Linked DNA regions of Mus musculus: all the other regions are linked to region 4. A link is a contact called in public promoter capture Hi-C data. All regions are on one chromosome and are shown on one strand. The core of a region is the stretch at or near the end of the contact, and the rest is flanking DNA. Distances in the headings are between cores, read along the strand shown. Region 1 holds the start of Polr3e (polymerase (RNA) III (DNA directed) polypeptide E). Region 2 holds the start of Mettl9 (methyltransferase like 9). Region 3 holds the start of Usp31 (ubiquitin specific peptidase 31). Region 4 holds the start of Iqck (IQ motif containing K). Region 5 holds the start of Pik3c2a (phosphatidylinositol-4-phosphate 3-kinase catalytic subunit type 2 alpha). Region 6 holds the start of Cdr2 (cerebellar degeneration-related 2).

The links. Promoter capture Hi-C pulls out the DNA fragments that hold promoters and counts their contacts. Capture Hi-C pulls out chosen DNA fragments and counts their contacts.
Region 1: a promoter capture Hi-C map of pre-B cells shows a contact between it and region 4, with 3 times the contacts expected there. The contact joins the promoter of Polr3e here to the promoter of Iqck in region 4. A contact is called at or near these places in 5 of 39 promoter capture datasets (the 3T3-L1 cell line, the C10 cell line, cranial neural crest and 2 more) and 1 of 9 other capture datasets (adipose tissue).
Region 2: a contact with region 4 is called in a promoter capture Hi-C map of pre-B cells, with 3 times the contacts expected there. The contact joins the promoter of Mettl9 here to the promoter of Iqck in region 4. A contact is called at or near these places in 5 of 39 promoter capture datasets (hematopoietic stem and progenitor cells, hippocampal neurons, liver and 2 more) and 2 of 484 Hi-C or Micro-C datasets (B cells and CD4 T cells).
Region 3: a contact with region 4 is called in a promoter capture Hi-C map of liver, with 2.4 times the contacts expected there. The contact joins the promoter of Usp31 here to the promoter of Iqck in region 4. A contact is called at or near these places in 3 of 39 promoter capture datasets (the 3T3-L1 cell line, liver and pre-B cells), 2 of 484 Hi-C or Micro-C datasets (both in CD4 T cells) and 2 of 9 other capture datasets (adipose tissue and liver).
Region 5: a promoter capture Hi-C map of pre-B cells shows a contact between it and region 4, with 6 times the contacts expected there. The contact joins the promoter of Pik3c2a here to the promoter of Iqck in region 4. A contact is called at or near these places in 2 of 39 promoter capture datasets (liver and pre-B cells) and 1 of 9 other capture datasets (liver).
Region 6: a contact with region 4 is called in a promoter capture Hi-C map of liver, with 4 times the contacts expected there. The contact joins the promoter of Cdr2 here to the promoter of Iqck in region 4. A contact is called at or near these places in 2 of 39 promoter capture datasets (liver and pre-B cells) and 1 of 484 Hi-C or Micro-C datasets (B cells).

Annotation. Positions count from the first base shown.
Region 1 is chr7:120,916,506-120,920,817 of GRCm38.p6, forward strand. Polr3e (polymerase (RNA) III (DNA directed) polypeptide E) reads left to right here and starts at 1,273. Exons shown (of 21, transcript NM_025298.4): 1 at 1,273-1,405. It overlaps n-TLaag4 (a tRNA gene), which reads left to right and starts at 1,012; the gene lies at 1,012-1,093.
Region 2 is chr7:121,032,839-121,036,512 of GRCm38.p6, forward strand. It overlaps Mettl9 (methyltransferase like 9), which reads left to right and starts at 1,607. Exons shown (of 5, transcript NM_021554.2): 1 at 1,607-2,137. The coding sequence starts at 1,973.
Region 3 is chr7:121,705,250-121,709,242 of GRCm38.p6, forward strand. Usp31 (ubiquitin specific peptidase 31) reads right to left here and starts at 2,193. Exons shown (of 16, transcript NM_001033173.2): 1 at 1,387-2,193. The coding sequence starts at 2,004.
Region 4 is chr7:118,853,145-118,857,254 of GRCm38.p6, forward strand. Iqck (IQ motif containing K) reads left to right here and starts at 2,608. Exons shown (of 9, transcript NM_001374605.1): 1 at 2,608-2,817. The coding sequence starts at 2,631. It overlaps Knop1 (lysine rich nucleolar protein 1), which reads right to left and starts at 2,854. Exons shown (of 5, transcript NM_023197.3): 1 at 2,479-2,854; 2 at 1-196. The coding sequence starts at 2,632.
Region 5 is chr7:116,441,591-116,445,713 of GRCm38.p6, forward strand. It overlaps Pik3c2a (phosphatidylinositol-4-phosphate 3-kinase catalytic subunit type 2 alpha), which reads right to left and starts at 1,868. Exons shown (of 33, transcript NM_011083.2): 1 at 1,714-1,868.
Region 6 is chr7:120,980,350-120,984,478 of GRCm38.p6, forward strand. Cdr2 (cerebellar degeneration-related 2) reads right to left here and starts at 1,963. Exons shown (of 5, transcript NM_007672.2): 1 at 1,628-1,963. The coding sequence starts at 1,703. Mfsd13b (major facilitator superfamily domain containing 13B) reads left to right here and starts at 2,160. Exons shown (of 8, transcript NM_001374644.1): 1 at 2,160-2,381.

The sequences.
Region 1 (4,312 bases), core at 23-2,522, 2.1 Mb after region 4:
ATGAATATGTATGCATGTTCAAATGTAAATGCAGAAATGAGTTTAATTCTAGGTGGTGGAAATATGGGGTGTGTGTGACTATTTTTTTTTTCATCTTTTTCAGTGTTTTAAAATATCTAGGGCTGGTGAGATAGCTCGGTCAGAAGGTAGGTAAACACACTTGCCTCGAAGCCTGACAACCTAAGACGCCCCCACAGGGTGGAACAAAAGAACTTATTCATCAGGCAAGTTGTCCTCTGACCTCCACGGCCCGCCCCCGCCCGTTCCCCACTCCCAAACAAATAAATAAAGTAAACGTAAAAGTCTGTATGGGCATATTAACATGCAAAGATACTTAAAAATAAAGTCTGGTTAAAAACAAAAGCAAAACAGAAAATAAATCAAAAGTATAGTGAAAAACCAGCCAGCTGTATATCTCTATGTGTTACTGTGTTAATATTTATATACCAACCCATTCACAATATGAACAAAACTATTTTCTATGGAGATAAACATTGACAGCAAAAGAGCAGAAAGGATGTACAATCAGCCAATAATGCTGGGTACTAGGAAACTAGAGCAAGTCAAAGCTCGAAGAATCTTATTTTGAATATTACAAAGAATATATTTTATCTGCAAAGTTTTAAAATTGTTTGTGTACTAAAAATTTAAACACGTAAATTTTCAGATAGAACTCTGCAGACCTGGGGTTACAGTTCAGCTCTGAGAGCTTGGTGAAAGTTACTGACAGAACCAGACATCGAATTCGGGTTTTTGAGTGTCTGAGTGGCTTAACCTGACACCTTAACCAACTGACTCAGAACGCAAAATAAACTATCCTTTGCTTTAAAACTTATTTGGAACAAGCTTGCATCTAAATACTTTTATTTCAATAAGTGGCATGATGATAATATTGTTTATGGCAATTTCTATCGGCAGGAAATAAAATAAATAAATATAACTCCAAGAATCGAAAGAAAATATACGTGTCAATCCAATAAGTAGCTTCTTAGAAAACGACGTCAACAGCTGGGTAGTGTGGCCGAGCGGTCTAAGGCGCTGGATTAAGGCTCCAGTCTCTTCGGGGGCGTGGGTTCGAATCCCACCGCTGCCAAGGCAGGCTTTTTCTTTTGTCTCAGCGTCTTTCGCTCTAGGTTCCTTCTGCGAGCGCAGCGGCGACCCCTGCTGTCGATGTGCGCTCTCTGCACCACGAGCAGCTCGCCGAAGGGGCGGTCCCGCGCGCGCCGGGGCGGGGCATTGTGGGTAAGAGGAAGCGCGAGGGCCGGCCCCGCTCCCCCCACGTGTCCGGCGGAGTTTCTCCAGCAGGAACATGGCCGCTGCCTGATAGAAGACCCGGCCGCCGCCGTCTCTGCAGCCCGCGGGTCCCTGGGCCGTTCCGCCGCCCGCGCGCGGCCCCGGCGGAGAGGTGAGCCCCGACTCGGCAGCCTCGGGATCCGGGTCGCAGCCGTCGCACTCGCTCGGTGCTCCGGGCCGCGCTGCTGACTAGGCCAGACAGGCCCCCGCCGCTGCGTGCCGAGGGGCCGCGGCCTCCCGGGACCAGGGCAGGGCGCAAGGTGGCCGCCCGGCTTTCCAGGCCGCCCCGGGCCTGGGTCGCTCCGTTCGGCTGGACGGTGGGGAGACGACGGCGGTGCGGCCCGCGCTGACTCAGGCTTCGGCCGCGCTGCCCCGCCCGGGCCTGGCTCCCGAACCGCACCTGCGAGGGCACTGGTGCCCGGTGGCGTGGCGGCTTTCGGAAGAGTGGGAAGGGCGCCTGAGCACCGGCGACATGGAGAAAGCCACTGGACTCGGGGCCGCCTGCATGGGCAGGGGTCGTTGAACCTGGTCAACTCTGCTTAGCCCGAGCGGGCCCGGGACGCCTCATTCATTGATCTGTGTTTAAGCAGAGTGGCGACTGCTTCGTGGACCCGGGGACCTTCCAGTAACGGGGGATGGTGCACATACCGGGTCATCCTGGAATATTGTTTTAGAGTTCCTGGGTTTGGGAGCGAAAAGATAAGATCATACCTTTATCTGTGAAATGGGGATATGATTCCCGTGCTACGGTGTTTTAATGAGTGTAAGATGGGTGACACTCCTGCTTCTTTCATTTGTGGCTGTCTTGTTCGGTCTTATATTGGAAGAAAACATGTTGCCACGTAGCAACAGTCCTTCTAGGTTCGCCTTATCCCTTTGAAGCCGGTGTGTGGTTTAAAATAGGAAAGGACCCAGGGTTATGCAATTCACGTCGCTAATCAGCTGCTATATTGAAGAGGTAGGATTTGAACCTGTAAGGTTTTGCACGGCAGTCCAACCTCTTAACCACTACACCATACTGCCTTTTACCAAAGAGATGTGCAGCATGTTAGTTAAGAATAAAACCAAGGCTCTTGGCATCAGCTAGATTTGGATTTCTTTACCTGTTTTCTTGGGGGGCTGTGACCTTGGGTAAACCAATTCGAAGTTGGGCACTATAAATTTTGATTTGCACAGCTAATGAGAAGAGTATTATTTGGTACTATATTGATGCCTGGCATCATTAATATTTGGGAGAAAGAACTGTGATTTTTTTTTTTTAATTTTAAAAGTAATGATCCCATAACCACGACCAAGTATAATTATTATCTCCACTTAATGGTCCAGGAATGTGAAGCATAGAGAAGCCTTCGTAGAGTTTAAAGTCTAGTACAGAGGACAGCTAACACCTGACCAGCAAGCAGATCAGGAAGTTCCAGCTTAGGACCATTCAGGAAATAAGGAATTATGCTTGTAATGGAAGGGGCTGGAAGCGGCTGTTTCAGTTGAGTTGTCAGGGAACACGTCTAATCCTGGAAGGACTGGCAGTGGTTACATATAAGGAAAATGAGCATCCAGAAAATGACTTGGTGAGCCGGGCAGTGGTGGCTCATGCCTTTAATCCCAGCACTTGGGAGGCAGAGGCAGGTGGATTTCTGAGTTCGAGGCCAGCCTGGTCTGCAGAGTGAGTTCCAGGACAACCAGGGCTATACAGAGAAACCCTTGTCTTGAAAAACCAGAAAAAAAAAAAAGAAAATGACCTGGGATTGTTGTGCAGAGTGTCCTCAAGGATGCTTGGGGCTTGGCCTGTTAGAAGTTCAGTAATTGGTCACTAGGCCATGAGGAGATGCTTATGTGGAGACAGGGGTAAGATCGTGTAAGGGCTTAGGGGTCCATGGAAGGATTTGTTTTATGGGACAGTTGGAGGGTTGGGAGCAAGGCAGCAATGCTATAGTAGCATTGCTACTGACAGTCACAAAGAATGGCAGTCTCTTGAGCATTGGAGATAGGAGGGTGGAGCTAGGGAAGCCTTTTTGTTTGTTTTGTGTCTGTAACTTTTTTTTCCAGATGAGGCTTTGCTATGTTATAGCCCAGGATGGCCTCAAACTTGTTATCTTCCTCCCTCAGCCTCCCAAGTGCTGGAATTATAGGCATGGGTCACCACAGCTTGCTTTGGAAGCTTGGATTGTTGACAGGTCAAGTTTCATTAGTGAGTGTTGTAAAATTGGGTTGGGGGGTCTTGCTACCAGCATTTTTATTTTGCAAGGGCAAGGATGGAAAACATCACTGTGTGGCATGTAACAGTCATGCTACACAAAACACTGCTTCAGCTGTGGCATTTCCATGTATCTTCTGCATCATTGATGGGAAAATATTATTGTTGGTCATAGGCTAAACCTTTAAAAGCCACTGAATTGGATACAGTTGTCTGGGAGGCTAAAGGGAGGTGATGACCTTTGCAGGTAACTCAATCGGGTGCCGTGTTGAGAGAGAGAGAGAGAGGAGCCTCTATCATCCAGAGGGATCTCATTCTGCCTGATGGCAGGGCTGGGCAGAATTTCAGCCCTGGAAGAATAGTTGGGAACCATAGCCTCTTTTTGCATGTGTTATGTTTCCTTGGTTCCCCCTGAAATCCTGTCTTAATGGGCCACCAAGTACAGCTGCCTGTAGAGCCAGTACCTGCTTAACACATATCTGTGACACTCAGTAGCCAGTGCAGATGCACAGTGGCAACCATGTAGGACTGTGCCTGCCGTGTCCTGATGTGCTGTGATGGCCCATTTCCCACCGGCTGCCTCTTTCCCTGGTCCAGACCTTCCTGTGCTCAGAATCCCTCTGGAGCTCACAGCAGCCTTTCAGGTCACACTTTCAGGTGCCAGGCAGAGCTGTGCTGTATCTGTTGAGTTCTGGGGACCAGGGATACAGCAAGGCAGAAGTAGTCTTAGTTTGTAGCTTACAGCTTAATGGTAGGAAGGACAGATAGGGTGGAAATTACCCCATGGTGATAATGGACTAAGGAGGTCAGAGAGCAGTTGGGGGC
Region 2 (3,674 bases), core at 357-2,856, 2.2 Mb after region 4:
ACCCTCTATAAAAAGGTTTGCTATCATATTTGCTTCTTCATTTGCTTATGCTGTGCTTTGCTTTCTTCCTGTGCTTCCTAAATGTAAATCACACTTACACAAGTAGTTTGTGATTATAGAGTAGTTTGAATGTGAGGGTAATTTATTTTTTTAGGTGAGCTGCTCAGGCATAAAGCAAAATTTGGTAGGTGTCTTAGCTGTCAAGTTCACCCCAAATTCTTCAGATCCTATCAGATGTATCTTTGCTTCTTGTTTAGAGGATACATTTAGGATTGAAGTCTTGGAGCTGTGGTTAAGCAAGCTTAATCTTAGGACACAGTTTTCTGTATCCTTTGTCTTTAGAAATGAAATATGCCCGTTTATGCACTCTTGTTGTATCTCCTCTTTACTTAAAAAGGTGAAGACTCTGGTTTGATACAGAAGAGCTTTATTGGAACTCAAAGAGGGGACATAATACAGTCATTTACATTCACTATTATAGCTTCTTTTAAGTATGTTGGACCAGTACTTCTAGAAAGTTGAGCTCAATTTAGTAAGGTATAGTCTTGGGTTTAACACCCAACTTGGAGAGATGTCAGGGAATATACCAGAATGAGAGAAGACAAAGTATTTTGTTATATTCTATGCACATTAGGTAACAAAATATTCTTATTAACGAAAGATGGTAAATAGATACTTTAACACCTAAGGAGTTTGTGATAAGGAATGCCATTTCTCATCCAGGGGTCATTATTTCATAAACGGAAATCTCTTCAGTGTAGTGTGATGAAATTAACGTAAAGATAAATTTGTTTTATAATTAATTTAAAATTAATGTACAGAATCTGTCGCTGTCAAATGAAAAGCATATTCTAACAAACCTAGGAAGGTGTGAGTAGCTGGGCTAGGAAATATGCTGTAGCTTAGTAGCAACAGTTGAGACACAACGACATCTCATGACCCTCATTTTAGAAACATTGGGCTTCTTCCTGCTATAAATGATCTAAGAAATATCTGGCTAAATCTCCCCAGACCGAGCACATTTTAAGAATGTCTGGTCCAACTTCTATCAGCTTGAGAAAACATGGCAGCCAGGACTAACTTGCAAGGAAACATGGCAGCCAGGACTAACTTGTGGCCTTCGTTGTCCAGCAGATGCTATTTTCCATCACATTTCGTTGAGTGCTCCAGGAGCAACAGTTTCCAACAAAGGCAGAGCTTTCACTCATGAGGGCTTCACTAGACCTGTGACAGCCGCTTCTCAGGCTTGGGAACACCGGGACTGGGAGTGGCGGTGGGATTCTTTCCCCCTCGATTCTCTGCTTTGCAGCTATCGGGTGGCTTTTGGAGTTGGGAGTCAGGTTCGCTGACCCCAGATGGAAATTATTAAATAGACGGTCAAGACTGTAGCAAGAAGGGCAGCGCGGGTCTATCGAATAAACCTGGGTCTGTGTCAATGGGAACAATTAGGTCAAAGGTGTAATCGAGGGGCCCACAGGGTAGTTACTAAGGCAAGACAAGCCCGGAAGTCCTGCAGACCCCTCCTCGGAGGGGCCAGACTCTAGTAGCCCCTTTAGGAAGTCTCCCCCGGATCTTCCGCCATTATGAGTCCAGGCGGCGCCACGGAGGACGTGCACGCCCTCTCTCCCAACTCCCGGGCCTCCCGGTCTCCGCTCATTGGGCAGGGAGGACGCCCCTCCTGCGTTTGTACGTGCACCGGGTGGAAACACGACCTGGAGTCGTTGGCGTTCCGGGCTGGGAAGGGCCGCGGGGGACGTGAGAAGGCCGCGCGCCTGCCGCTCCTCCCCCGCCCCCCCTCCCGCGCCATCTCCCCCTCCCTCTGCCTCGGCCCCGAAGGGGGCTGCACGGGCGACTTGGCGGCGATGGCTCGAGCTCCGGCGGCGACGACGGTGGCCGGAGGCGGCGGCTCCTCCTCCTCCTCCTCCTGGGCTTGGGCCCGGCGGTGATCCGAGCTGGCGGCCGCGGCCCCCCGATGAGACTGTTGGCGGGCTGGCTGTGCCTGAGCCTGGCGTCCGTGTGGCTGGCGCGGAGGATGTGGACGCTGCGGAGCCCGCTCTCCCGCTCCCTGTACGTGAACATGACTAGCGGCCCCGGCGGGCCAGCGGCGGCCGCGGGCGGCGGGAAGGACACGCACCAGGTACTGGGCCGCAGCCCTGCGGAGCGGGGGCGTGGCGCGGCGCGGCGGGGCGCTCGGCCTTCCCGCGCTCGGCCGGGCCATTGTGCGGGGCGGCGCGCTCGGGCCTCGGCCCCGGCCTCTCACAAACTTTTCCCGGCCCGGGCGCTGGCCCCACGGCGCCTTTTGTTCGGCGGCGCGGGCGGGGGACAGCCTTTGCTGCCTGGCTCCCCGGGCCCCAGCGTGGGCGCCCCGAAGCCCCGCATTGTTCCCAGGCCGGCGGCGGCGTCCGCGTCCGCCCTCAGGACCCGAGCAACTTTGGGTAGGGCCACCCAACTGGCACTGGGGCCTGAGCAGAAAACTGCCCCAGCTCTCACCCAGCCAGCCTTCCTCTACCCCCCCGAGGGACAAAACCGAAAGCCGGTCTCTTTTTGTCTGGCCGAATCTCTGGATATACAAAGGGTTCTAAAGACATTAAACTGGGCCTCGTGAACATTTCGGCTGACATTTCCCCGAAGCACTTAAAAAAATGTGTTTGACAGGTCTGGGCTCCCAGCCTAGGAACTCTCCTCCCCCTCTGCCTATGAGACGTGTCCTTTCAACTTGGGTTTAGTGAGCTGACCAGAGAGGTTGGGATGAGGAGGAAGATGATGCAAGCTTTAAACGGAGAGGTTTAAAAAATCTGAACTGTTCAGCAGTGAATTCTTGTAGCTAATGAATGGATTGTGAGCCGTGGGGGTTCTACCGGTTGGATGGGGTTGGATGGTCTTTTCATTAGCTATTTGTACCACTTAAAGAAACATGCATGGGTCAGCTGTTGAATTAAGAGGGAGGTAGTTTGCATTTGACCGTAAGTAGTTTGTGGTTAACCTTGCAGTCACAGAAGAGAAGCCTTTGAATTTAGACAAACTTTGCGCTTTTTCTAAAAGCCTGAGTTTAGTATGTCTTGCTTTTACAGAGAGATGTAAGGAATGATTCCTTGTGTTATTTGGACCTCACCTTTTTATGTATAACAGCATTAAGATTTTATTTGCTATTAACTGGATTGTGTTGTTTTTTTTATGGTGTTGGGATGGAACCCAGGTCCTGGAAACTGTTCTACCCTGATCAATACTCAGACCTCATTTTCTATTTTGGAAGGAATCCTCGATTTTCATTATTTAAATTTACTAGTGATTGTGGCGTTTTAGATGCCCTTTTATGTAGTATTGTTAGGAGTGCGATAAACTTAGTATAACATCTTAAATTGTATAACCATGCTTATTGTCACAGACTATGTTATGCTGGCTCAGTGTCATAGAGACAACTCTGAGGTATACACTGTTAATTAAGTAGGATCAGAATGCCTCATGCCCGTGTGGAACAAGGACTTGGAAATGCTGTGTTTAACAAGCAGTGGATAGAAAAAACGATTATTCCCTATGATGAGGAATTGCGGTTGAGTCTCCCAGTTGTCGGTATTTATGATAACACTTGGGATTACTGCAGAGGCTTGATTTAGGTGCTCATAGAAATTGTGCTTATGGGATGGCTCAGTAGTTAAGAGACTGTGCTCAGTCAG
Region 3 (3,993 bases), core at 943-3,442, 2.9 Mb after region 4:
CATCATTCAGGCCTGCCATCCAATCAGGACTTAGAGAAAGGTATTTTAGAGAGAAACTTGATAGCACAGTGGAAAACCAGTACCACTTGCCATAAATAGAAGACAAATGAGAGAAAAAAAAAACAATAAAAGCATAATAACCTTATTAAATTTAGCTACTGTTGGGCTGACAAGATGGACCATCAGGTAAACATGACAAATTGAGTTAAATCCCCAGAACCCACATAAATGAATAAGAGAACCGACTCCACAAATCGTCCTCTGACCTCTACACAAATGCCACACACACACCCCATGCCTATGTAAATATTTTTTAATGTTGTCTACCAACGTCTCTAAACTTGATATTTGTTTTCTTTAGAAGAGCAGTGGAGAGGGGTAGGTTGATCCCAGCACACAGAAGGCTATCGGGAAGATCTCGAGTTGAAAGTCAGCCTTGGGCTACATAGTGGGACCCTGTCTCAAAAAAATAAAGAAGGCTGGTAGAAAATCAGGGTGAGACAACTGTCAAAAAATGGGGGCAACTATCAAACTGTGGAGTTCTAAGCATGAGGAAATGAGGGAAGGAATGGTAAAACTTATTTTTTCACTGTCCGACTCCATTCTCGCTAATATCATACCCATATCCCACCTCAAAGTATCCCTCATACAATCTCCAATCACCTCTCTGCTCAGCTTACAGTAAGAACCCAACTCCTTAGGATAGCCTAAATGACCCTTACCATCTGGACCAGCAAACTCCTCTGCTTCCCAATCTCATCCTCTTAGTGCACACGGGCAGCTGCAAGCCAAGGGCCAGGACCACCTCCTCCATCTATTACATCATCAAGTTCTGCCTTCTTCAAAGTACTATCTGATAACACCTGGTTCATTGTACTTAAGAATAGAAAGAAAAAAAAAAAAGCACTAAGCATGAACGGTACTAACATAGCTAAAGCACTTTATGTATCACACTGAACCCGCTAGAAGTGCCCAAACTGGGTAATCTCGCTGTCCAACGTAACCTGTCAACTTGCTAAACGTAAGTACCAGGTAAACGGGAGCATAAAGAGGCTCAGTGGTTTACTACTTAAGAAGCAGAAGCCGGATTCGAACCCAGATGGATAGATACTCTCCCACCAATACCCGCTCCAAAGATTGAAGTTCCATGAAGGCAGGGTCTTGGTCCTGGCAACATCCATCCCCAAGGCGGATCACAGGACCTGGCGCCCATGTTCTGGCGCTCGGAAGCCAAGCTGGCTGGATGAATGGTGGGAGGAATGCGTTCCTTTGTCATCTGGGTTATCTTCCAGAACTCTCTGAGCATCCAGCGCAGAAATCCTCCCGGCCCGAAGAGGAGGAGCCCAAGAAGCGCCCGAGCTCCAAGGCCCCCCGCCCCGGGCTCACCTTGAAGTCGCGGCTGTGTTGCGGGGTGTACTCCAGCGTCCAGAGCGCCCGCACCAGATGCGCCAGCTGCTCGGTGACCTCGCCCTGGCCGTGCGGCCCGCGGCCCGCCGGCTGCTCCGACTCCGGCTCTGGCTCCGGTCGGCCCGCCCGGTACTGGCCCAGAGCCAGGTACTCGGCGAAGAGCTCGGTGTTACTGAGGCACTGCAGCGTGGCGTTCATGAAGCACGTGTTGCCGTGGTTGCGGAGCCCCGCCACGCCGGGCACCGGCTCCGAGGCGCAGGCGGGAGGCGCGGGCGAGGCGGGCGGCGGCGGGCACGGCGGCGGCGTGGGCGCGGAGGCCGGCCCGGGCGGGAAGCAGCTGCGGAGGCCGCCGCGGTCCGGGGCGGCGCCCTCGGAGCTGAGGTGCGAGAGCGTGGACAGCGTCTTGAGGACGCGGCTCATGAAACTGCCCACCGAGCGCGCCGACGACGGCGACGAGGGCGCGGCCGGCCCGGGGCCGCCAGCGCCGCCGCCGCCCCCCGCGCGGCCACTCCGGAACAGCCGCTTGCTGAACGAGCGCTTCTCCTTCCCGCCCGCCGCCACCGGCGGCCCGGGCCCGGGCGCCGTTACCTTGGACATGGCGGCGGTTGCCGACGCTCATCACCGCGCCAGTCCGCCCGGACCGCGACTCCGCCACGGCCGCCGCCGCATCCCGCCGCCTGCGCCTCACCCGGCCCGGGGGGCTTCACGCCCTACACCACCTCAGAGCGCCGCGGAGAGAGCGAGCAAGAGAGCGGCGACCGAGGGGCGCGCGTGCGTCGCGCGGCCGCCCAAGTGGGCAGCTCACGTGACTCGCTGGCATCGCAGCCCCGCCCCGCACTGAAGCTGCGAGGCCGCCATATTGACTGTGGGAACAGCTCTCTCCCTGAACCCTGATTCAAGGACTCCCTCGGCTTAGGGCGTGGTTCTGCGTGTTGAAGCTCAAGACTGGCCATGTTTAGTATGGGCACGGTCCTAAACGTTAGGGCAGGCGCTGGATGGTGGATTTTAGGGGTGGGTCTCTGTCTTTGCTTGTCAAATAGAAAAGATCTAGAGAAAGTACTGAAATCAAGCTGCCACGTACCAGGTGGCAGAGGAGCTGATAGATACAGCTTTGTCTTGTCCCAGGCGGGTTAACTCAGCCTGGCTCCCGAGGGACTGCCGCGTACCCACCCGAACGTGGTCACGGAGCTGGCACATTCTGGTGGGCTTTTCTTTCAGGATGTACCTTGAGGTCTCAGCAAAGTAATATTATTAGAATTGCCTTGCTGAAAAGTTTTGTAAAATACAGCCTTTAAATCCTCTGAGCTCTCCCTTTAATCACTCAATAAACTGAGCATTTGCTCATTCATTCATTCAATCATTCATTCATCCATCCATTCATTCAGTAAATATAGCAACTGAACACTTGCTGTTTGCCAAATACTGTACTAAACTCTAAGGATACGACAAGACTGAAACTAACTGAGTTTCTGCTTGCCTTCCTATAGTGTACACTCTCAGTAGGTATTCATTCATGATTACCTCTGTATTCCACACACTATGCCAATCATGGAATACCTTCCTTGGTTTTCAGTTCAGTGCCTTTGACATCTCATTTAAACCCAAGTTTGGCTCAAAGACTTAACCTTTAAACCAAGGGTCACAGATGCACTACTATCGCAGAGGCTAGATAGGTCATAGCAATGAACAAAGAATCCTGGTGAGGGGTCGGTCATCTGCTGATCAGGTCATACTTCACATATCTTGGGAATACAAGAAATGTTGTGGACAGCGGCAACCTGCTAATTAACATTCTTCTAAAGAGATGGCTTTCGCTCACCTCCAGTCAGTTGTTCCCATGTGAGAATGAGGGCTTAGTGTTGCCAGATCAGCTGATTTTTAGAGAAAAGGTGGAAATTCTATTTTTAAATGTTGGTTCAATTTTTTTTAAAGGAAAAAAAACTGCATGGGAGAACAGCGTGCATTAAGGCTGCCTACTACTCAAAATCCACTGGTTTCTGACCTTCTCTTTGTATGTTCTCTTTGCTAAGAGATGAGCCTGAGCCCTGGTTACTGCAAAAAACAGATAATGGGAAAGAAAGCCCATAACATTTTAAAGATAGAAAGGCCACCCTACACCCATCTCAAAGCAAATAGTTTTGGCCTCTAGATTTCTACTCAATACTAAATATGGTATCCTGTAATGATGCTCTTGGTTTGCTCTGAATAGGCTCAAATCCCCTCCACTTCTACCTCCTAATTAAAACATCCATCTTAGCTGTACCTTGGGCTCCTTGTAGCATCAGAAAGAATGCCACTAGATCACAATAGAAACTGAAGCCTGTGGCCCTCCACCTTTGCACACATGCTTGCTGCTTCTAACGACTTGATCCCAGCTGTGAACCTTTACCCAAGCTGATCCATCTGCTCCAGGTATCTTTCCTTGAACTTCCTCATTTAGTTTGCCTCTCTTCATCTCTAAAATCTTGCCTTCATTAATTGCATCATTTCTGCAGACTCTCTTAGAACCTTTTGGCCATACCATTAACTTGACCCTGTTGGAATTCAACAGACAATGAGTTAGTTGTTTTCTATTGCTGTGAAGTT
Region 4 (4,110 bases), core at 1,358-3,857:
ACCTCATCCACATTGTTAGAAGGGGACGTGGCCCTCGGAGGAGAAGCGTCTATAAAATAATCATTACTGTTTAAGACTGAGTATTGAGTCTCTGGTTCTGAGACATTTGCAACCACTCTCTTTTTCTTCTTCTTCTTTTTCTTCTTCTCTGGGAGTTGTGGGCCCAGGTCTGCTTTCTGGGTCTTGCTGACCATTACTGAGAAGAAAAACAGAAATAATGCAGTTTACCATTCTACCCAGTCCCAGCCTGCGGTCCGAGAGAAAGGGAAACAGCTCCCATTCCTTGGGAGCAGGAGGAAAGACAATTAAATGGCAGGAAGTGCAAATGCAGATGGCCTTACATTCAAATCCAAACTCCTCACTCAGTTTGACTCTATCACCCCACCTCTCTGCACGTCACTTTCCTTTTCTGGAAGGAAAGAACACATCCATCCTCAGAGAGGTGCCGGGAAAGCCCAGAGAAAAGGCTTTGAGCACTTGATTCCTTGTCCACCATCTCCCTGAAACCTCCAGACAGACCTATATTCAACAGATATTTACCAAGCGCCTACTCAAGCCAGCACTGCAAGACACAGCTGTGATCAAGACTTTAGCTGGCTTCCATGACATTTTTTTTTTTTTAAAAACCAGATGAAGCAGAGAGAACATCCAAGCAGTCTTCCACCAGATCCAATAAATGGCACAGTTAATAGTCAGCTCTTTCCTCTGGCTCATTTGTCGAGTGTTCCTGCTCTAGGTCTACAAAGGAATCCCCCTGTTCCAACTCTTACCATCCCAAGCTACTTAAACAACGTGGCAAAGAGAGACAAGCCCCAGCCAGGACTCCAAACTCTTGGGTCAAATAGAAACACTGGTACACTTCCTTGCTTTATACCCTTGGCCCCTCTGGACTCCGGTTTTATCATCCATATAAAGGCTGAACCAGAAGGTACACAAGTTGGGCTATCTCAGTCTACAAGACAGCTGCAAGCACTGTCTTCAGTTTCAAAGTGACTGCTAGGAATTAACATGTGGCCATAACACATGGAAACCTTCATTACCTGGCTTTCCTCGGGAAAAACAGAAGCACTTACGACAAGTGGCCGGGGATTCAATACATGGCTTTCACTATGATCACCAGTATGCTTCTTGCTACTCTGTGGACTAGAGACAAAACATGGGAGGCTTCTAAGGAAAGAGGTGGAAATTAAGGGTCCAGGAGCTTCTCTATCCTGCACCTCTCCTTGGCTTCGGCGCTAACATGCTCCACAAAGGATTCAGCTTGCTCTGGGCAGCTTCAAAGATCTAGGCCAGACTTGAGCCATATCAAGTCCACTCTCACCTTGCTTTAGGCGCACACCTTTAATCCCAGCACTCCGGAGCCAGAGGCAGGCAGATTTCTGAGTTCAAGGCCAGCCTGGTCTACAAAGTGAGTTCCAGGACAGCCAGAGCTATACAGATAAACCAAAAAAAAAAAAAAAAGAAAGAAAGAAAGAAAGAAAGAAGATGCCCCCACAGACATGTATAATCTTATACACCAATATTATGGTGGCATTTTTCTCAACTCCATAATATTGAACATGGTTTTCCAGTTTGACCAATAGGATGGTAGAGTCAACCCTTGAGGCAGAAGTGGAGGGTGACTGGGCAGCTGGATGAAACAGCTGCCTTGATATAACTCACTCAGCATGTGTACTGTAGGGCTGAGGCAAGGAAGTCACTCTCGCCAACAGAGACGACATAAACAGGACTTCAGGGATGATAATTAACAAGAAAACATAACTGGGCCTCAAGACATACTGACTTTTAGAGGACATAGGAAGGGGACTCACAAAGGAGAGAAAGATACAAGTCCCGACAGGCCAGTATCAAGTAAGACCATGATGATTCTACAGGATTAGGGCCAGTGATCACGAAAAATAACCCGGACAAAAAGGTCCCAGGCGTCAGCTTAACCCACTTCTTTGTTTTGCCACTCAGCCAACAGCAACATACTCTTTTCCATCCCTTTAACTGTACTTCACTCGCGAGAAGTGGAACCGAACCTACACTGCATCACCTGCAAACACAAGCTTTCTTCAAAAGCGCCTTGTTTTTGAGACAAAGTTTGACTACGTCGCTAGGGCTGATCTGCATCCCGCGTGCCGGGGTTATAGACGTGGGCCACTATGCCCAGTGTGAAGGCACTCTTAAATTCCCGCGGCAGCAGTGGATAGGGTTAGTGTGACCAATAAGCCTCACAGGCCTCGGAGACTGTAACTCACTAGGTCTCAAAGTCAACAAGGTGCAAAACACGGACTCGAGCCAGAGGAGCGTGTGCTGCCCTCACCAACCGCAGGCTGCTTGCTAGCCAGGATCATCCCCATGCCTACTCCAAGGCGGGACGGCTTGGAGAGAAACCGAGGGCTGCAGGCGAGTTGGGGGTGACTTATCTTTGTTTTCCTCTCCCCCAGCGTGCAGCACCTTCCTCGGGGCCCCGCACAAACCACCCGCACTCACCTGGTTCGCTAGCAGGCCAAGCGTCCCCGCGTGAGCAGCCGCGCAGCCGCGATCCGGAAGTCAGCTTCGACTTTCTGGCCCGCCCCCTCGAAATCCTTCTCCTTCCGGGTCGCGGCCTCCCGGTGCCCTGGGTTGCTGTAGAAACCGCGTCCATGGCGGCGCCGAGACTTGTATCCAGCCGCAGCGTGCTGCGTGAGGAGGCGAGCGGCTCCGCGGATTCGCCGATCACTACGCGCACGCCGGTGCCCGCAGTGTCGCCCGGGTCTCCCGAAGTGCTCGTGTCACCCCCGCAGGTCGTCGAGCCGCCGGGGAAGAGCCTATGGGATCAGATCTGCGAGGGTAGGCGCCCCGCCGCTGGTCGGGCCGGGCGGGACGCGGGCGGGACCCGCCGGGACGCGCGTTCCAAGCCTCTGTGCGCCAGGCGGGTGACGCGCGCGGGCGGAGGAGCCGAGCCTTAGGCCCACACGCGGAGAAAGAGGTTGGCGTATGTCTTGGATTCCGGTGCGACCTCAGGCAACAGGCTCGCAGAAGGAAACCCGGTCAGAGAGTTGCGTAGTGTGAAGCTTCAGGGTAGAGACCCGGACCGCCCGCAGATCGCCCGAGGAAGCAGGGAATGAATGAACTCTGTAGACAGGCTCCGGTGATACTCAGGAAGTATTTTGGTGTGGACAAATAGATTTTGATCTCCACTTGCCCCAAAGCCTTTCTGAAGCCCCACAAGCAGGCTAGATCACTTGTTCCTTTGTAGCCCACGAACCTTGGTCATGGGGTCTTGTAATAGTCGTACAGCGGGCATAACAATGGTACCTATGTCGTGGTGTTAGGAGGTAGAACCACGTAGTCACAGATCCTAGGTTACAGGAAGAGTGTTAGTTTTCCTTCATTCCAAAGCCTCCAGATCTCAAAGGCAAGAGACACAGATTCATTCATAATAAGTCCGCTGTCTATCCCTTCTCCCTTTTCTCTCGCCTTTTTGGACTACAGACTGGCTTCCAGCTGAGTATCCTCCTGCCTCAGCCTTCCAGCTACTGAAAGATTTTCATTCTTGTGGCATTGGCTGTCCAATACAACACTAATAGAACGTTCAATAATCTGTGCTGTTAAATGGGTTTGGGGTGTAATTTGGGACTGGCAGACTAGAAGAACCAAATTTCTTATTTTACTTAATTTTGATAAATTTAAATAGCAATATTTATGGAATAGTTCCAGGTCAGTAAATGTTTCGTGAATGGAAACAGTGAATTTGTCAGTGTATAGAGGGAAAAATGGTGACTTGGAAGAAGTGGTGAGTTCAGAGGAAGAAGAGAAGAGTCAGTCAGTCCTCCCAGACCACAGGGCTTGCATTACTCCTTCCCTGTAACCTTTGCTTTAGAGAAAAGGTTTCACCCTGATGTTCTTGTAAGTTCTACCCTTAGGGTCCTTACCCGAGGAACTATCTGCAGCAATATTCAGGTGTCTATATACTTACTGTCTTTCACCCAGAGGATTCACTTTTCCAAGCCAATAGATCTTCATAGTACAGTTTATTGTATAGTTTGATACTTTTCTTATTGCTGTGAAAAATATCTGACAAAAGCAACTCAGAGACTTATTTGGGCTCACAGTTTGAGGATATGGTACATCATCCCAGTG
Region 5 (4,123 bases), core at 618-3,117, 2.4 Mb before region 4:
GTTGATGTGATGCTGTGAGGCAAACTCTGAGCTCTTAGAAACAGCCTGTCTTTAGGTAGAAATGCACTGAATGTGCCGAACTTATTACATTCCAAACAATATGCCAGATTTACTCTTGGGCACAGAAATGTACATAGCAACATAAAACTGAATGGAAAATTTGGAGCTCTAAATAGATGCAACAAAGAATTATACACTTACACAGCTAATTACAGAAAGTTGTTTCTAAAATCCTGAAAGCAAACAAGTCAACCTTTATGCTCTATAAAAATGAAAAAAGATTGAGACCACTAAAGTATAATGTTTGCAAGTTAGACTGCAAGCAACATGCACACCAATCATAACCCAGCTTTGCTTCCTTTATTATTATTATCATTTTTAGAGACAGTGTCTCACTAGGTAGACTAGGCGGACCTTAAATGTGACTCTCCTACCAGAGCTCTGCAGTGCAGACAAGCATTGCAATTATAGGGTGCACCACCATGCCCAAGACAACGGAGGTTTTTACAAGACAAACTGCTTTCAATATGAATTCCGCCAGCACCCATGGGAATCTGTGGAGGTGCTGTATTTATTATGTATCTATGTTAAAAATCACTTTGAAACTAAGTTTGAGTTAACAAATATCTCTCTCTCAGTTACAATGCTTTTCAGTATTCAAAACACTGAATGCCAAACTTGCAGGCAGTTTCAAAAACTTGAAAATTTCAACCAAGGCACTTCAGCGTGGTCTGTAACCTTGAATAACCAACTCCAATTACAGCAGAGCTACTTAACAGTTTCTCGTGGAGAAAGAACCATCAGGGAGGCAAGAGTACAAAGTCTTCCCTGGAACCAGTGTTCCAGGACCTCTGCGCAGCCTCTCTTCCCGAACACTACTTCACCAACCCCCTAAGAATAGCCTTTTATTTTCTGTCCTTGGCTTGAGATGTACCACATTCAGTGATCTCCCCCCCCCCCCGCCCCCCGCCCCGAAGGCAGTATTCTTCCTGACACCTACCTGGAAAGATTTAGGGATACTTTTTAAGAAGTAATCTTGTTCAAACAGGGATGCTTCCTTCGTGTCACTGAATTCAAACACCCACTGGCTAAAATAAAAATATACTAATTAGGACTTCACCTTCTATCAGGACAACACGGTGAAAGAACTACCGTATACACTCCCCTCCTCTTCAATTATTCCTTGTTCCTCAGTCACGCAGGAAGAGTTAAATATTCTTACTTTAATGCCCTAGCAGAAAGATGATGCACTAAATATACACAAATATCATTGCGTTCCCAAAGCAAGCAGTTTCTGGATTTTTGTTTTAAGGTAACGAGGTGAAGGGTCTCAGAAGAAAAAGAACCACCCGAGGCTCTAAAAACCGAGCTGGGAGAGGAGAAGGAAGAGGCCATAGCAGAAGTTCAACAGCCACTCTCCAGAACAGTCGGGACAGGAGCCTGGGACCGCCACCGCGGCTCCCTCGCTGTCCCGGGGGACCGTGGGGTGGCTTCCCCTCCCCCGCCCCCCGAGGGACAGCAGCGTCCGGCGGCCCGCGACAAAGGGGCCTGGCGCGGGGCGCTGGCGACCGTCGGGTGGGGGACGGGGCCCCGAGGAAGGAGTCAGAGAGGATGGAGTGACCAAGGGGCACGGCGGCCGGGTCCCTCCCCTCTGAGTCCCTCGGCGGCTGCGCAGAGCCAGGTCCCGCTCCGCACGCACCGGCAGCCCCTCACCTCACGCTGCGGGAGTCTTGGTCTTCACCGCAACCCGAGCCTTCGCGCCCTCCAAGGTCCGAGCCATGTTTTTCTCCCGCCTCAGCTGGCTCAGCCGGCCGCTGAGGAGAGCTTCGACTGACTCCGCGGCCAGCCGAGCTCTGCACGTCACTTCCGATGGTGCAAGCACCGCCCCCGTACTTGAGCGCCTTGCGATTGGCCGACGCGGATGGCCTACCTGAGATGGCGGGCGGGGCGCAGGCGGAGCCTGAAAGGCAGCAGCGGGGAGGTTGCGGGATGGAGTGTGGTTGCCCCGGGGAATGGGTGTCTTAGGCGCGGCCGGCCGGGGGCCTCTCGGGGAGGCTACCCCGGGACTCCTCCTGGCCGGCCTCGAGCTCCGAAGCGCCCTTTGTTCCCGGGCCCTGTCCCAGCACCGCGCGCCTCTGATCTCTGGCTTGCGGTTGCCTGGTTTGAGGTTTTGGCCCCAGGCCGCCCAGAGATTAGCTTGGTTTGGAAGACAGAAAAGAACAGTCAAGACGAAATCTTTCATTCCCTCCAGCGGTCGGCGAGCTCTCGCGGACGTTCAGGTGCTTCGAAGTTTGCATTAGCTCGTCGTGTGGGCCCTGGAAAGGGCTGGATGCGTGCGTGCGGCGTTCTCGCCTTGGTGTTTGCTGACAGCCCCGCCGCGGCCAGGTGGGCAAGGTTAGCCCGGTAATAACAGCGCTCGGCCAGACATCACACCCAGGCCCCATAGTAATCATACCTTTCTCGTGAGCGCGGACTGCAATTGGGCTTGTAAAGAGTTTAGCGCTCTGTTGTCTGATTCAAAACTGTGAAGCAGATGGGAGAATTATTCCCGTTTTACAGATTGCAAAAGACGACTGTCGGTAACTGTCGGAGGAGAGGAATGGCAACGTAAACTGGCAGAGTCTGCTTGGGTTTTGGGATTTCGAAGTGTATTCCCAGCATTTCCCCCTTTCCTTTAGTAAGGGAGGAGAGACCTCTGATCCTTTTGGTTTAAATAAACACGCTTGCACTTCTAGAGGCTGGATGAAGTTCTGCTTTAAGGGGAAGCGGGAGAAGGGGGCAGGGAAGGAGGGCAGGGAAGGGAATATGAGAATGTGGCATCTTCCTGTAGTCCAAGCTGAAGCTAAGACAGGAGATTACTCTAAAGCTCAGCAGTTCAGGACCTGTCTCCAAAAACAAACAAACAAACCTAGCTCAGTGGTAGTGCACCTAAGTAGGTTTAGTCTCCAGCACTAGCTGAAAGCAAAAGGAAAGGCTATTCTAGGGAGAAGTCTAGGAGCAACTTCTGGCTGTACCACCCTCCCTCCCAGCCCCTAGCTGTCTACTAGCCCCACCTCCACGCAAGCTTACACACCCCAGAAGAATGTCCCTTAGGAATCTGCTCAGCTCTACAGCATTGTTCTGCTTTATCTTCTCATCAAAGGAGGAATTTATACACTTGGCAGCTCTTCCTCAAGATTTAAAAGGGTGAGGAAAAGGAATTCTCTCAGGACTGGCTTCCTACCTTCTGCTGGAAAACAGAGTGTGCCTTTAGGAAAGAAAAGAAAACACTGAGTCTTATGGGAAGATAACTTGGTGTTCTCTCTCTCTCTCTCTCTCTCTCTCTCTCTCTCTCTCTCTCTCTCTCTCTCTCATCTCTCTGATCGAGAAAGGGAACTATCTTCTTTTGGTCCCTGGTAGCTTATGCCCTCCCTGGTTTGACTCAAACAAATCCTTGTTGAAATTCTGGCTTTCTCATTTATTGTGGCTTTTGTATGGCCCCACAGGTAGGAAGTGCAGTAGACTGAGAAGCTGAAGACTTAGGTAGCTTCCAATTGCAAATTGTTAGGTGTCAAGAAGCTGGGCTAGGAGCCCCCTCTCAGCCCCTCCTCTGCCTGGCAGTGGTGCCTGCCGATGGTTGTTAAACAATGTGAACAGACTTGTAAAGAAAGTGCAAACCATGCTTGCTGTCCTTTGAGACCGATTAGACACTAGCTAACAGCTACTTTCTCCTACTGGCTTCAATTTTAAGACTTGATAGTAAAAAGGAAAAAAAAAAAAAAGAATTAAGGGGTTGCATTACATTTAAACTGCTCCAACCATAACTTCCCACAGAGAACTTCATGGCATAGCCAATACCCCCAAACTTCTTCCAGTACCAAGTACGAAATAGGGACCCTTTCTCTTTTACCATATATAAAAAGAATGGCTGACATTTATGGAGCATTTCCTGAAACCAGACCCTGTTCTTTGAATTGCATTACTGAATCCCACCCACAACCTGAATGAAAAGGGGCCATTATGTCCTTGATTTATACTTGAGCACTTTGAGGACCAGAGAGAAAAGCAATTTTCCAAAGGCCACCCAGCTATTAAATAAAAGTCCAGGGTGATGCACGCCTTTAATCCCAGCACTCGGGAGGCA
Region 6 (4,129 bases), core at 713-3,212, 2.1 Mb after region 4:
CAGTTCAGGTCAACAAATACTAAATTAAGTTTCTATTATGATGTGTTATATATGATGTTAGACATGGGAGACTGGCCAGTCCTTGAAGGTTTTGGATTCTTCTTAAATATGGCAAAGAAAAAACTCTTGCTTGGATTATATGAATTGCTTTCATAGAAGCAATCGCACGATGGTTGCTTCAGTCCTCAAGTATCAAAGTAGGTCATCAATCCTTATGGGGCAAATCTCAAGTAGGCTAAATGTCTAACAAATTTGTCTTGTGGACATGGAGAAATGTGATGGCAAATCGGCATTGTAACTGCTAGTCAGCTTCAATTATAGCAGTACAGGGATCTATGTGGGCTTAGGTCATTTCACATTAAGAAATCAAGACAGACAGGATTAAAAAAACCAAAAAAACAAAAACAAAAAAAAAAACAAAAAAACAAAAAACAAATTAGCATCTCTCCAAAGAGCTACCTGTTTTCTTTTTCTAAGTATGGATCATTCAAGCCCGAATTTTTCCCCCATCAGATTCAGTTGAATTGTGAACAAGAGGCGGTGTTTAGTAGCCAACTCAAAAGAGATATTAATTTTCCCAAAAAGTTTGGAGTGGAGATCATTATACAGAATAGCACAAAGGATTCCTGCGGATCCCTCAGCATGGTGGTTAACAATGTCTACTCTGGGGTCTGCCGTGAATACCTAGTCTCCCCAACAGTATCTTCTTCAGCCAGAGGTACCTACTGCAGCACCTTATGCTATTGGGAGAATTAAAGGAGCCTACCAGGGTGTTGAGGGCCGGCCTATCAGTGTCCCCAAACACAAAATCCTGCTATGAATGTACAAGAAAATGGGCCACTGGCTTCAGACTGGGGGCACTCTTGAGATTGTCTCTGGAGATGCCCCGATGCAAGAAAACCAAGGCAGGATTATTTTTAATTGAAAACCCGAAAGAAAGATAAGCGCATGATAAGAGCTGCCCTCGAATAATTTCATTTAGCCCCCGATGAACGATGGCTAAGTAATAAATTAAAACACAAAACAAAACAGTTTAATACCCAACTGAGTAAGCTGTAAACTGGGATGCTAAGAAACTGAACAGTGTCTACAGGCTCCTCATACTCGGCTTTAGGGAATCCACCTAAATCTTTTAGCCTCTGCTTTCTGGAAAACGGGACAAAAAAAAAAAAATTTACTCTCACAGAGAGATGGCGCGGGTACCGCACAGCAGCACTGCCCTCCCACCACCTGCAGCGGCTTTGCAGACTCTGCGGACCATGAAAGGCGATGTGGGGCAGGCAGGGCAGCACGACCCGGACCCAGGCCAGCAGCTCGCCTCTAGAGCAGGACAAGCTGGTCCACTCCTGCCCACCTCAGAGGTCCATCCGCTCATACCCGGCAAGCGCTTTCTTAAAGCACCGAGCATCAGCCTGTGTGGCGCACCCGCAGGGCCGTGGGCCGCGCGCGCTTGCTCTCTGCGGTCGGGATGGGCGGATCCGTTGCCAGGTGAGGGCAAGAAGCACCGGGCCGCGGCATCCCAAACCTCCAGCCTAAGGAACTTTCTAGCACTTTCCACACCTGCCACCCCCGGACTCCCACCCCAACAATCCCGCCCCCCCCTCCCGACCGGCGACCTCGCCCTCACCTTGCTGGAGGTCCCGGTGGTCGTACCACGGCTCATCCTCCATCTCGAACTCCTCCACTAGGTTATCTGCCAGCATGTCGCCGGGGACGTCCGGGGGCAGCGGGCTCTGCCGCCGCCCTGCCGTTTCGGCCGCTGCCCCGGGCTCTCCCCCGGCCCCGCCGCCCTCAGCCAGAGCCACCCTGGGGCGGGACACGCAGGTCCCGCAGCAGCTCTCGCCGCTATCCCGCGCCGCCCAAAGGCCGGCGCCCTAGCGAGCGCGCCCCGGGTGGCGCCGGGAGCCGGCTCCTCACGCCTGCTGCCCGGCCCAACGTGGCACTTTGGCAGAACCCTCCCAAAGCCGGGGAGACGATTCAAACCCGGGAGGCACCTTGACCAATCACGAATGAGCCGCCTATAGAGTGACAGCGACTTCAGCCAATAGAATATCAAAAAAGGTCGCGGGTCCGAGGACCATCAGCCAATAATAGCTTAGGAAGGAACAAAGGAGGCGGGGAAAGACGAAGAGGGTGCGGTCGGCAGCCCCTCCTCTTTTGTCTGCGTCGCGTCTCCTCAGTTGAGTGCACTCCAGTTCCGGAGTGTGGAGGTGGCTTTGGCGAACACCGGGTGCCGAGGACTACTAATTCTGGGCACGGGTCATCATCTTCCCACCCGAGGGTTTCGGATGCGGGCCAACTCTCCTTGGCTCTGCCCTCGGTGATGCTCGGAGGGAGACTCATGGTCCGTCGGGAAGTTAAAGCCGAGAGAACGCTACTGAGTGAGAGCTGCTCCTCAATCTTGGAGCCCTGGCCTTCCAGGGGCCTGGCTATGAACTCCTAAAAGGGCAGTCACCAACCCCACTTCACACTCCAGAGTCCCGGGCTGGCCAGTGGAAGCCGCCTCCCCTGAGAAAAGTTGCCACAGTTTTGCATAGAATTTCTTAAAGGTTCATAGAGCCCAGGATAAATACCTAAGATCAGGCATTGCACTTGGTGGCCAGCTTGCCGGCGTCAGCTTGTTAACACAGCCGTAACTACTGTTTCTTGGGTTAAACTTTTAATATATTTGGGTACCTCACTTAGGGAAACTCTCAGAGGGCAGAAAGGTCGGCGCAGATGTTTGGGATGTTATAACTGATAGCATCTACAGAGGACGGGAGAAGAACTGTGACAACTGAGGGGGGGAGGGGATGTTATAACTGATAGCATCTACAGAGGACGGGAGAAGAACTGTGACAACTGAGGGGGGGAGGGGAGTAATTACTCAGGTTTGGCAGTAGTGATTTGGTAGAAACCTCCTGAAGTTAACTCCTTCACACAGATCCGGAGTGTCACCCGAACTAAAGTGGAAAGCAGTTGAAAGTTTGCCTTATCCAAAAAAAGCACCAGTTGTGGCCTTAAAATAGTGTACTCAGATTACTATGGCTTAAAACAGGAGAAATTGCTAGGAAGAAGCTACAAATCCTCAGAGATACTTTTATTTCTCTGAGATCTCGGGTAATTTGGAGGAAGGAATACTTCACCCTAATTTCTTTTTTCAGTGCTAACGATGCCTTAGGCGTGCCACTCTCCATCATTCTTGTGGGTCCTAAGATGCTCCTTTTCAGATCAGTGTAACATGCACCTGTTCCTGGGAACATGGTCTTGTGAAGGTCAAGAAAGCCTCCCCATTGTGAGGTTGGTTTGTTGTTTGTACAGAGTCTCACTGTGCAGCCCCAGCTTTGCCTAGCACACTATGTAGATTAGGCTGGCTCTGCCTCCAGAGTGCTGGGATAGAAGGCACACAACCATCAAACCCTGTCCCTACAGGAATGTTGTTCTGGCGAGATTTTCCTCTTCATTCCTTAAGAAAGACTCCTTAATAGACCTTAAGGTACCAAGAACCTAGGGTTAGAAATCTAATTGTCTATCCACAGTTTGTACTAGCAAAGCAGGCGTTAGCTCACCACTTAGGGGAGAAATGACCTCTTTGCTCAAAGAGCTATGAGAATCAAAGAAACTGTGCCCAAGAAAGCTGTGTTGTTTCTAACACTTATTGTGAAGGGACTGTTAAAAAATAACAGCATCAAAATAATACACTTCCTTCTCTTTTTGCCTCCCTCTTCCTTTTTCTTTTTCCTGTTCTCCCGTGGTACTACCAAGGGCCCACTCACATGCAAGGAGAAGTTCCAAGCCACTGTCCCCAGCCCATGAGTATCAAAATAAGTAGTAATAGCAACAGATTGCAGTTTGTTAATGATGAATCCATGGTGATATAAATGAGAAAAAAAATTTCCTTATGAGGAATGCCAACCAAAAATGTAACAAAGTAATATTAGCCAGGTATAGTGGTGCCCTCAGCACTGGGGATGTGGAGACAGGAGGCATGTGAGGTTGATACCACCTGTGCTACATTGCAAGACCCTGACTAGGAAGCAGAAGCCAATCAAAATAGAACAGGCCAGATAGTTCAGTGGCTAAAGGTGCTTGCATCCTTGCCTGACAAGCTGAGTTGATGGCAGCAACCCACATAGTGCAAGGCTGGAAG